3 separate regions of the Mus musculus genome follow, and all the other regions are linked to region 3. The links are chromatin contacts, called in public Hi-C maps. All regions are on one chromosome and are shown on one strand. Each heading gives the region's core, a stretch centred on a gene start, on an enhancer-like site or on the middle of the called end of the contact. The rest is flanking DNA. Distances are from core to core; before and after follow the strand shown.

The links. A called contact is a pair of places that touch in the nucleus more often than the background predicts.
Region 1: a contact with region 3 is called in a Hi-C map of embryonic fibroblasts, with 4 times the contacts expected there. The contact joins two enhancer-like sites. A contact is called at or near these places in 7 of 484 Hi-C or Micro-C datasets (the AML12 cell line, adipose-derived mesenchymal stem cells, embryonic fibroblasts and 3 more), 2 of 115 datasets of contacts at active chromatin or transcription factors (both in embryonic stem cells) and 1 of 9 other capture datasets (embryonic stem cells).
Region 2: a Hi-C map of tail fibroblasts shows a contact between it and region 3, with 2.7 times the contacts expected there. The contact joins two enhancer-like sites. A contact is called at or near these places in 8 of 484 Hi-C or Micro-C datasets (the HL-1 cell line, embryonic fibroblasts, embryonic stem cells and 2 more) and 2 of 115 datasets of contacts at active chromatin or transcription factors (bone marrow-derived dendritic cells and embryonic stem cells).

The regions. Positions count from the first base shown.
Region 1 is chr13:16,547,927-16,551,636 of GRCm38.p6, reverse strand. No RefSeq gene overlaps it. Among named protein-coding and RNA genes, the nearest start is that of Gm31711, 290 kb to the right of the region's middle. Within about 2 kb of position 1,431, at least 12 of the 459 cell types and tissues checked have an H3K27ac peak or open chromatin away from gene starts, as enhancers often do. A contact at or near this core is called in embryonic fibroblasts, where this site is marked.
Region 2 is chr13:16,914,738-16,918,420 of GRCm38.p6, reverse strand. The region is part of intron 13 of Sugct (succinyl-CoA glutarate-CoA transferase); the gene reads left to right. Among named protein-coding and RNA genes, the nearest start is that of Gm25020, 290 kb to the left of the region's middle. Within about 2 kb of position 2,215, at least 3 of the 459 cell types and tissues checked have an H3K27ac peak or open chromatin away from gene starts, as enhancers often do. A contact at or near this core is called in tail fibroblasts, where this site is marked.
Region 3 is chr13:16,759,447-16,763,036 of GRCm38.p6, reverse strand. No RefSeq gene overlaps it. Among named protein-coding and RNA genes, the nearest start is that of Gm25020, 440 kb to the left of the region's middle. Within about 2 kb of position 1,371, at least 76 of the 459 cell types and tissues checked have an H3K27ac peak or open chromatin away from gene starts, as enhancers often do. A contact at or near this core is called in embryonic fibroblasts and tail fibroblasts, where this site is marked.

The DNA of each region.
Region 1 (3,710 bases), core at 182-2,681, 210 kb after region 3:
TAGCCAACACCAAACTAAATGCAGAGAACCTCGAAGAATTCCACTAAAGTCGGGGACTAGACAACATTGCTCACTCTCTCCCTACCTATTCAATATAGTACTGGAAGTACTAGCCAGAGCATGTAGACAACAAAAGGAGGGTAAATGGATACAAATAGGAAAGGAAGAAGTCAAAGTATCACATTTTCAGATGATATGATAGTACACTTAAGTGACTCCAAAAATTCCACCAGAGAACTCCTAAATCTGATGAAGAAATGCAGAAAGGTCGCTGGATAAAAATTATCTCAAACAAAGCACTAGCCTTCTTCTACTCAAAGGATAAACAGGCTGAGAAAGAAATTAAGAAAACGATACCCTTCAGAATAGTCACAAATAATATTACATACTTTGGTGTGACTCTAACCAAGCAAGTGAAAGATCTGTATGAGAAGAACTTCAAATTTTTGAAGAAAGAAACAGAAGAGCTCAGAAGATGGAAAGATCTCCCATGCTCATAGATTGGCAGGATTAATACAGTAAAAGCTGATATCTTAACAAAATCAGTCTACAGATTCCATGCAATCCCCATCAAAATCCAAACTCAATTCTTTATAGACTTAGAAAGAGCAATTTGCAAATTTATTTGTAATAAACAGAAACAGAGGATAGCAAAAACTACTCTCAACAGTAAAAGAACTTCTGGGAGAATCAGCATCCCTGACCTCAAGATTTACTACAGAGCAATAGTGATAAAAACTCCATGGTATTGGTACAGAGACAGACAGGTTGATCAATGGAATAGAACTGAAGACCTAGAAATGAACCCACATATCTATGGCCACTTGATCTTTGACAAAGGAGCTAAACCCATCCAGTGGAAAACAGACAGCATTTCAACAAATGGTGCTGGTTCAAGTGGAGGGCAGCATGTAGAAAAATGCACACTGATCCATTCTTATCTCTTTGTACAAAGCTGAGGTTCAGTGGATCAAGGACCTACACATAAAACCAGAGACACTGAAAATAGTAGAAGACAAAATGGTTAAGAGCTTTGAACACATGGGCCCATGGGAAAATTTCTTGAACATCTAAACACCTATTTTAACTTATGCTCTAATGTCAAGAATCAATGAATGGGACCTCAGAAAATTGCAAAGCTTCTGTAAGGCAAAGGACATTGTCAATAGAATAGAACAGCAACCAAGAGATTGGGAAAATATCTTTATGAATCCTATACCCAATAGAGGGCTAATATCCAACATGTACATAGAACTCAAGAAGTTAGTCTTCAGAGAACCAAGTAATAAAATATGAGGTACAGAGTGAACAAAGAATTCTCAAATGAGGAATGTCAAATGGCCAAGAAGCACCTAAAGAAATGTGCATCATCCTTAGTCATCAGGGAAGTGCAAATCAAAACAATCCTGAGATTCCACCTCATATTAGTCAGAACATTTATGATCAAAACATAGATGAGAGCAGATGCTGGCAAGGATGTGGAGAAAGAGGAACACTCCTCTATTGTTGGTGGAATTACAAGATGGTACAACCACTCTGGAAATCAGTCTGGAGGTTCCTAAAAACAATGGACATAGCACTACCTGAGGACCCAGCTATACCATACCTGAGCACATACGTAAAAGATGCTCTAACATATAACAAGGACCCATGCTCCACTATGTTCACAGCATCCTTATTTATAATAGCCAGACAGTAGAAAGAACCCAGATGTTCTTCAACAGAAGAATGGAGACAGAAAATGTGGTACATTTATACAATGGAGTACTACTCAGCTATTAAAAACAATGACTTCATGCAATTCTTAGGCAAATGAATAGAATGAAAAAATATCATGCTGAGCAAGGGAAGCAGTCACAAAAGAACACACAAGGTTTGCCCCCACTGGTAAGTGGATATTTTCTCAAAAGCCCAGAATAGCCAAGACACAATTCACAGACCAAACAAAGTTCAAGAAGGAGGAAGACCAAGGTGTAGATGCTTTAGTCCTTCTTAGAAGGGGGAACAAAATACTCAAGGGAGGAAATACGGAGACAAAATATGGAGCAGAGGCTGAAGAATGGCCATCCAGAGACTGTCCTACCTGGGGTATCCTACATACATACTCCAAACCCATACACTACAGTGGATGTCAAGAAGTGCTTGCTGACAGGAGTCTGACAAATGCAGAGGCAGATGTTCGTGGCCAGACATTGGACTGAGCATGGAGTCCCCAATGGATGAGTTAGAGGAAGGACCTAAGGAGCTGAAGACGTTTGCAAACCATAGGAATAATAATAATATCAATGAATCAGCCTCCCCTCCGCCCCCATAGCTCCCAGGGACTAAATCACCAACCAAAGTGTACACATGGAGGGACTAATGACTCTACCTGCATATATAGCAGAGGATGGGAAGAGAGGTCCTGGGAAGGCTCGGTGCCCAGGCTCAGGGCAAAGACAGAATGGAGAGGTGGGAGTCAGTGGGTGGGTAGGTGAGCACCCTCATAGAAGCAAGGGGAAAGAAGATGGTATAGGGGGTTTCTGGAGGGCAATCCAGGAAAGGGGATAATATTTAAAATGTAAATAAATAAATAATTTTTTAAAAAGTGATGTCACAATCCCCAGTAACTTCACCGAGTTTTCACATATACAGCTCCCATTGACATTGTATGGTTTATCACCTTCATGGCTCTGGAACCCAAAGGCTTGATGCTTGATTGTGTGAAATGCTAGAGAGAAGCTTGACAAAGCAGGCAGCAGGACTAGAATGGAGAAAATAGATTCTGACTTAGGAGGAAAATAACTGTTATTTCATATAATAAAATGCTAAATATTGTTTCCCTGACTCAAAGGCATTCACACAAAGTAAGCCTAGAATTCCTTTCATCACTTCCAAGTTAGTGTTACTGGAAAGTAAGCATGGCTTTTAACTTTGGTCTAACCCACGTTCTTGTCATACTTTGTCATCTTAAACCAAGTAAGCTATGAGGTAAAGCATGGACAAAGAATTCTCATTATAAGTTGATTCTGAATGTTTGGGGATTAAGAACAGAAACGGGAAAATAACTGAATGAGTGTCTATCAGAATGTAATTCAGGACTGACAGTTTTTCAATTATTAATTTGAAGGTCTTGAAAATATATAAAAATGATTCAACCTAGTCAATATATTATTATCATCATAATAATAATCCCATATTCCAATAGGCAACAGAATTAGTCAATTTGTTAAAAGAGTTCTGCATATCCCAAATCATCTTTGAAATGTACTAACAATTAGAAATATCATCATGGTAAACTTTACAAAAGAAGAGGACTCAAAATAAACGTATGTCAGTTTCTGTATATGTAGTTTATATCATATACACCCATTATACATTCTGTCTTTGATAGGGTTTTTATTGCTGTGATAAAACACTGTGACCAAAAGAAACTTGTGAAGAAAAGGGATTGTTTCAACATGTAGATACACATCACAGTCTGTTACTGAGGGATGTCAAGGTAATAATTTAAATTTGACAGAATCTGGAGGAAGAAAGTGATTTACACACACACACACACACACACACACACACAGAGAGAGAGAGAGAGAGAGAGAGAGAGAGAGAGAGAGAGAGAGAAACAGACAGACAGAGTCAGAGAGACAGAGACAGAGAGACAGGCAGAGAGAGAGAGACAGACAGACAGACAGAGAGAGAGAGAGAGAGAGAGAGAGAGACCATGGAGGAAA
Region 2 (3,683 bases), core at 966-3,465, 150 kb before region 3:
GTGAGATTCTTAAGAAGCCATGGAAAGTGAGAAGGACCACATAGCCTCAACACAATAGCCATTTAGAGAAAGCAATGCACCTCCAAAGGTTCTTTTCCCATATCTGGAAACCATCTATCCCTCCTTTGTTCTTGAAGCAATGCTTGTTTTCATAGATAGCTGGGGGTCTGGTACCAAAAAACTGACATCTTGCTTATATGGAGCTGGAAGAGAGAATTTTATTATCATCTTTGCTTTTTCTTTTCTACAGTTTATCATTTTTCCACAAGAAAATAAAACCATTGTATTTTATTTACATTTTTAGATTTTCTTATAGTAAACTCCACTATATTTTAAATGCTAGTGATTAAAGCACTTAACTTTTGATTCAGGGTCCCCAATGAAGGAGCTAGAGGAAGGACCCAAGGAGCTGAAGGGATTGCAGCCCCATAGGAGGAACAACAATATAAACTAGCCAGTACCCCCAGAACTCCCAGGGACTAAATCACCAACCAAAGAATACACATAGTGGATTCATGGCTCCAGCTGCATATGTAGAAGAGGATGGCCTAAGTCGGCCATCAATGGGAGGAGAGGCCCTTGGTCCTCTGAAGGCTCTATGACTAGACTGTATTTCCACAGTAGAGGAATGCCAGGGCCAGGAAGCCAGTGTGAGTAAGTTGGTGAGCAGGGGGACGGGGAAGAGGATAGGGTGGTTTTGGAAGGGAAACCAGGAAAGAGGACAACATTTGAAATATAAATAAAGTAAATATCTAGTTTTTTAAAAAGGGAAGAAAAAAGAAACTGGAACTAGCATGTTTCTTTATGAAGTATTTTTCTGGAGCTGGAGAGATGGCTCAGTGGTTAAGAGCATTGACTATTTTTCCAGAGGTCCAGAGTTCAATTCCCAGCAACCACATGGTGACTCCCAACCATCTGTAATGGGATCTGATGCCCTTTTCTGGTGTGTCTGAAGACAGCTACAGTGTACTCATAGATAAAATAAATAGCTAAACCTTTAAAAGAAAAGAAATATTTTTCTACTTGAGATAGTTGGTAATAGCAGGACTGAGTAATATCATAGACTTATTGTTAACTATAGTATTAAAATAAAAATGTTCTGCTATATGTCATTCCCTCTCCTTTGTTACTTGAAAATCAACTAATACACAACTCCATTCCTTGTGCTTTATAACAATAAAAAGAGTTGAAATAAATTAAAGGCCAGCACTCATCATTATATAGCTTAAAGACACAAAACGGTAGCAGTTTGTTCTTCAGTATAGAGATGCTGGTTATCCTAAGCTTTGACCTCCCTAGAAAGAAAACGCAGAGCTTCTCCTTTTCCAAACTGTCAGAAATGAAATGCTATCAGCATTACATGCATAAATATAACATAAGGTATAAACTAAGCGAAATAATGCTAACTAAAAGTTTCAGCAAAAAGTGAACTTCAAAGCAAAGTATAAGTTTCTTGAAAAGAATATGTGGCATTTCCTAGCTAATGGCTGTTTCTCTACCACCTAGATTACCTGAAACAACAAACCATTCATTAATATTTTATATATAATATGAGCTTTGAGAAAAAGAATACAAGCTGTTATACCTCGCATCAATTTTTGCATGAAAGCTTCAAAATTGTGAGGTTAATCTTCCATTTCTTAATACTGTAACTGTCCAGGATCTTCTCAAATTGAGAGAGAGAGAGAGAGACAGAAACAGAGACAGAGACAGAGACAGAGACACAGAGAAATACAAAGATTAATGTCTTTAGGCACACTTGGTGTGTTGTGGGTGGTTCAAAGGCTGAACAACTTAAATAAAAATACGTTAGAAAACATGATCAGGTGCTCAACTTCAATGTTTTTGTAATTTCTATCTTCTGAGAGATGTCTAGGTGCCCATGGCTAAACATCAATTCTCAAATTGTTACACTAAAAGAGCAGTGGCATCACCATAGTATTGTCCTGTTTTTCTCCCAGCTTGAGTGCAGAAACAAAAATTTGGCACCATAGGCCAATTCTGCATTCATATGGAAAGATTTAATTCCACTAATACTGCTAGAAATAAAAAAATAATAATTGGGGCAAGGAGCAGAATGTGGGGCATACAGAAACCAGTGTTGCTGCATCTGAACTCCAGAACCCATTTGTTTTCCATTGCTTGATACACTCATTCAGGATCTGTTTTCACTTTTATTTGTGGTCAGCTTCACTGTGTCTACACGAAAGCACCCTTCAGAAGTAAAAAGGACTCTGTCTTTTTACACTATGACTTCAGACACTTGGCTAGTTTTAGGATTCCCTGGCTTTGGGGTCGGTTTTTTTAAGCCTGACTGAAGCATGCTAATAAATATACAGCAAAGAAAAAAGTTATTGTTTTTAAAGACTCACAAGCCCAAACCATAGACAGAAGAAGGCTTGAGCCATGGCCTTAGTTCTTCATGCATAGCACACCCCTAGCCTAATTCAGTTCCACAGAAAACTTTATGCAGTTTTTATTTACTTAAGTGGGACTCATGGGTGTGCCCAAGGATAGAATGAGGCTGGCTGCATGTAACATACTATTTGGGCTGAGGCATGAAGCCAAAAAGCATTGTTTACTATTTATATGAGTCTTTACCAATTTCTGAATGCCAAAAAACATGAACTCACTGCTTCTGAATAGCTCATTCATCAAAACAGACATGAAAATTTTGTTCCTTGGGTTTGGTGAGAAAGTGCTGTTTGCTGCTTCTCTGTCTGGAAAGCAAAATATGTTGGAGGTCTGTTCATCAACCCAAGCTGACATTCTCCCAGCAGACAACAGCAGAAAGTAAGACAACTTGCTTCCATGCAGAGAAGCCCATGTACACATTTGGGAACTTTCTCGAAGGCTTCTTTCAAAACTCATGTTACTCTGAGCCATGGGGGGAAGAACACTGAGGCATCCTGCAGACAGAAATCCAGCCTAGTGAACTGGTAATACATCCACTGTCAGGGATGAATAATTCTTCTGTGTAGTTGACTTAATCGCAGTCATTTGTTTCATGTCCTTGTGAAAAGAGCTTATTCCTTTAAGATATGTTTTAATATAAAAAGTCTAGTGCTTGCATTTGACACATGTAATGCTGGTAGCCAAAGAAGGGTAGCTAAGGCTGCCTGGAGTAGAAGCTCAATTTTTAAAGAATTCCTAAGGAAGAAATTACTTTTGATATTCAGAGAAGCACGCACTCTATGAAACATCTTTTAAAAGAAGTGGAAATGAAAACAGACCATTTGCAACTCCTCACCACGAATTTGATAAAACCCTGAAATAGCTGTCCGGGACCACCTGGAAATATGTGACAACAAGCTTCTGTCAGTACTCCTGGATTTATTTCATATGAAGAAAATCTCATTGAACACAATGATTTTCACTTGGGTGTTTGATGTTTGAGGATTTGGAAGTATATCTAGCCATGCTTCTTGGGAGACTTCCAAGATGGTTTTTGATGATGCAAACTCTAATCCAGGGAGTTTTTTCTTCCCTATGCTTTACATTTCTAAGGCTCCTTAAATGACAATTTACATGGGCAAAGTCAACCAATCAACTATGGTGTTAGACCGAGTCAGAGAAGAACTCTATTTAAATACTTATAAAATAGTTTGATAATAAATATGTAACCATTTAAACAGCATGTCAATTGATTTTAACTATTATAGAATACATTCCAAAAGATAGAT
Region 3 (3,590 bases), core at 122-2,621:
TCTTTCTCTTGCTTCCTGGATCCCCCACTGAAGCCATATGTATCTGCTTGTAGCCAGTGCAACTGAGCTCCCCAAACACAGATTCCCATGAAAACTGAACAAAAGAGGAGGGGAGAGGCAGAGCATGTTAAATGTCTCATTAGGCCTTCTGTCTGATTCTCATTAGATTCGCTGACTGCTTCTCATTAGGCCCATTGCCTCGACTTCTTTCAGGCCCTGAATATGTAGGCCAGTGCTTATTGTCATGGTTGGTCGAGAAGATCTATTTCATTTATTCATAAATTGAATGTGGCTTCTGAAAAGTCCCAGGCAGTTTCTTTTGGCAGTGTTAAGGCAGGCTTATTGTTGTTATTTGTTATTTTTCGAGTCGTCCTAGGCAGGGTGGGCAGAAGTAATAACTTAAAAGACGCAGCCGAAAACTTCAAACACTGCTTCAGAATTAGGGCACTGGGGAATCATCATCGCAGCCAAAAGGCCAGCCTCCCGTGTGGACATGTGCAACAGGGCCTCATGAACCAAGTCATCAATACTGCAGTGCTCAGCAAGTACACAGCACGGGGATAAGGAGAATGCAGGGGAAGAGTGGGGCCTGGACATGACTAAGCTGCAATCCCCGTCCTTCTGACCATTGCAGAGCATGCACACAGTGTTGAAAAAAGAGGCAAATAACAGCATTAATAAACTGCTGTACTGTTTAACACTCTGCAAGATATGCACATGCAGCATTAGCATATTGTAAAGACATCAGTTCCATGTCAGTATTCAGCACAGCCGAACAAGTGGCTGCTGGAGAAATCTCTCATGAGATAGCAGGTGGTTCACAGAACTTAGAACTGATTACATGCTGGTCATGATAGAGTGGACATCACTTTGGAGTCTCATGGGAGAGACATGTTTCCAGTAATGCAAAAAAGACTAAAGAGCCTTTCCCAAGAGTGTAAAAAAAAAAATCAGTTTTACATGTTTTCTCTACTCTTGATTTCCTCCTTAATGTTGGCTTCCTATTTTGGGTGAACACGGTGTGTATCCAACCTTTACTCTGAGAGCCATTTGATGCACCAAATCAGAGACTGTTTCCTCCCAAAGTTGTCTTTCCCCAGACTTGGAAGGCTGAAGGTAGAACTTTAATAACCCTCAGAAAGCAGATGTTTTTCTTTCAACTAAATGTCTGAAGTGAAGTGTGTTTAATATGGCTTTATACAGGAAAGTCAAACTGCTCAAAAGAATATTTTTGTAAGAGTAGACATCAATACAAGATTTGAACTTTCTTTCTGTTCCATTTCTCCACCCAGAGGCAAGAGAAGAGATGTCTCCATATATGGCCTTCTCCTCTATCAGGAAGCCGGGCAAGTCCTCCCCAAGGAGGAAGGACCATGACTCACTAACAAGGCCAGGGTGGGGTCCCTGTCAGATACATTCCAGCTGCTGCATAAGCTGGAAAGGCATGATCACTTCTTTGTGGCTTTTGTTCAAGTATGCAGTGTCCTACTCGGAAGATGGCACTGGAGTCACGTGTTCTGTGCCTTTGGAAGAATGTTTTACTTAGCATACAACTATATCAATGGAGTCATGTCTTTCTGTATGCTGCCTTTGTGCCAGGCTAAATGGTCAGCGTTTAAAGGGACAACATGGACAGTGGAAATTAGCACCTATTGTTAGGATAGGGCGTGGTCATTCCAAAGATGCTTGTCTGAATCCTCCCCTACTCACAGTACCGACTTCTAAGAAAGCTTCAGCATAGTTGGTGAGCTGCCCTCACTCTGGGGGAAAATTTTTGGAGGACTTGACCTCTGAACATGCCAAGATATGTGTACAGTCTATTGCAATGTTCATTCACAATATTCACAAACAAAACCTGTTTGCCTTTCAAGTAGCTCCACGAATGTACTATGTTAAGTGCTGGTAAGATGACAGGCCTTTGTGCATTCATGAGGCATGCTTATTGGTGCCTCTGAGCCATGGTTGTGAGGATGAAATAAAAATTTGGCTCCAAAGACTTTAGCAGAAAACCCAGTTCAGAGGCAGGCTAGAACAATGGGCTGAAAATGATCTTGGTCTTTCAAGTATCCAAACTTTCAGGGTAAGAACCTGATCTCCCAGAAAGTATTTCCTTCATTGCCAACTGTAGAGAATCACTGAGAAACTAATTAAAGAATTTGAATCTCATTCCCTCTTTAGTTAGCTGACCCTCGACCAGGGGCAAGATTCCAAACAAAGGCACTCTGAGCCAACAAGATATAGAATGAGGCTCATCAGCGTACACAGGCTGTATGCTCTTGGTCTCCTCTTTCAAAGAGTTACCTAAGTGCAAACTACCCTACCTGTTTTTTGTTTTTTGTTTTTTTGTTTTTTTTTGTTTTTTTGTTTTTTTTTTTAAACAAGGAAGAGCCATCAGAAATAATCAAGTTTGAAGTTCCTGAAAGTTATTCATTTATTGGATTCGACTTCCTACCCTTGCCTTGAATTCCAGGAGCCAGTTCAAGACAGTGAGTTCTCACGGAAAATTAAGTACATTTGCAAAGGTGCTTAGAGAAATATTCTTGTTTCAGGTTTCAGACTCTCAAGAGGATAGTAGTCATTGATTTCCAGCCTTAAAACAATGATAAAGACTTCCAGATATGAATGGGCTTCTATGGAACCTAGCCAGTCTCCCTGAGAGCCTCCTGTTGTAAAATGTTTGGTTTTATTCTGGATACCCACCCTCTCTTCCTTTAGTTCTCCTCCACTTTTTAAGGTCACCTCACTTGGCAGCCACCCTGGTGATCACACAGAATGGCATTTATTGACTGAATAGTTGCCTTATTGAAGAGTAACTACTTTAAGATTGTGAAATTATTTCTGAAAGTTACATGATTATCTACTGAAGCAAATACCTCTGTGATAACATATATATTTATTAGTCAGATATGCAGTAGTCATAAACCTAGAGAAGAGGGGCCCTGTGGGATCTCCAGAAAGAAGTACATTTTACTGATATCAAAAGGTATTAGGCTTACAGATTCAAATTAATTTTAAAACTAATGAGAAGAAACAAATATTAGTTTAGTTTAAAACACATTTTATTTCTTTGTGGCTGATAAAATGAAGGTTGGCATGAAAACCATCACAGGAGAATAATGAGTGGATCACATTGTTCAGACAGCATATTGTCCTGACTTATTGTTACATTGCTGATAAGTCTGAGTGATTCTGGCTGAACCATTTAGATTGCTATCATTTAACAGGGTTTTCCAAAGGGATTTTGCACTTGGGAAAGACCTTAATCTAGAATAAAGTTATACACAAGAGTGGCCATGTATAAATGAAAGTTGATACAGGTTTAGAGTCAGAAAGGAAGACATCAAGTTCCTCTCTCGGATGGAGAGTATGGCTCTCACTGACAGAATGTATAGGATGACACCTCGGAAACTAGATGCAATGCTTTGGCAAATTTTCTAATTTCCTCATTTTAGAGGCATATTGTCCAGTGCCAGAAAGATTCTCTTGCAAAAGACCAAACATTTGACTTTGAACTTTTGGTGAAAGATTTAATGTGTAGTGATCAATGAGCGAAACCATTATGCAACACTAGAAATATGCAAAAAGTTAAG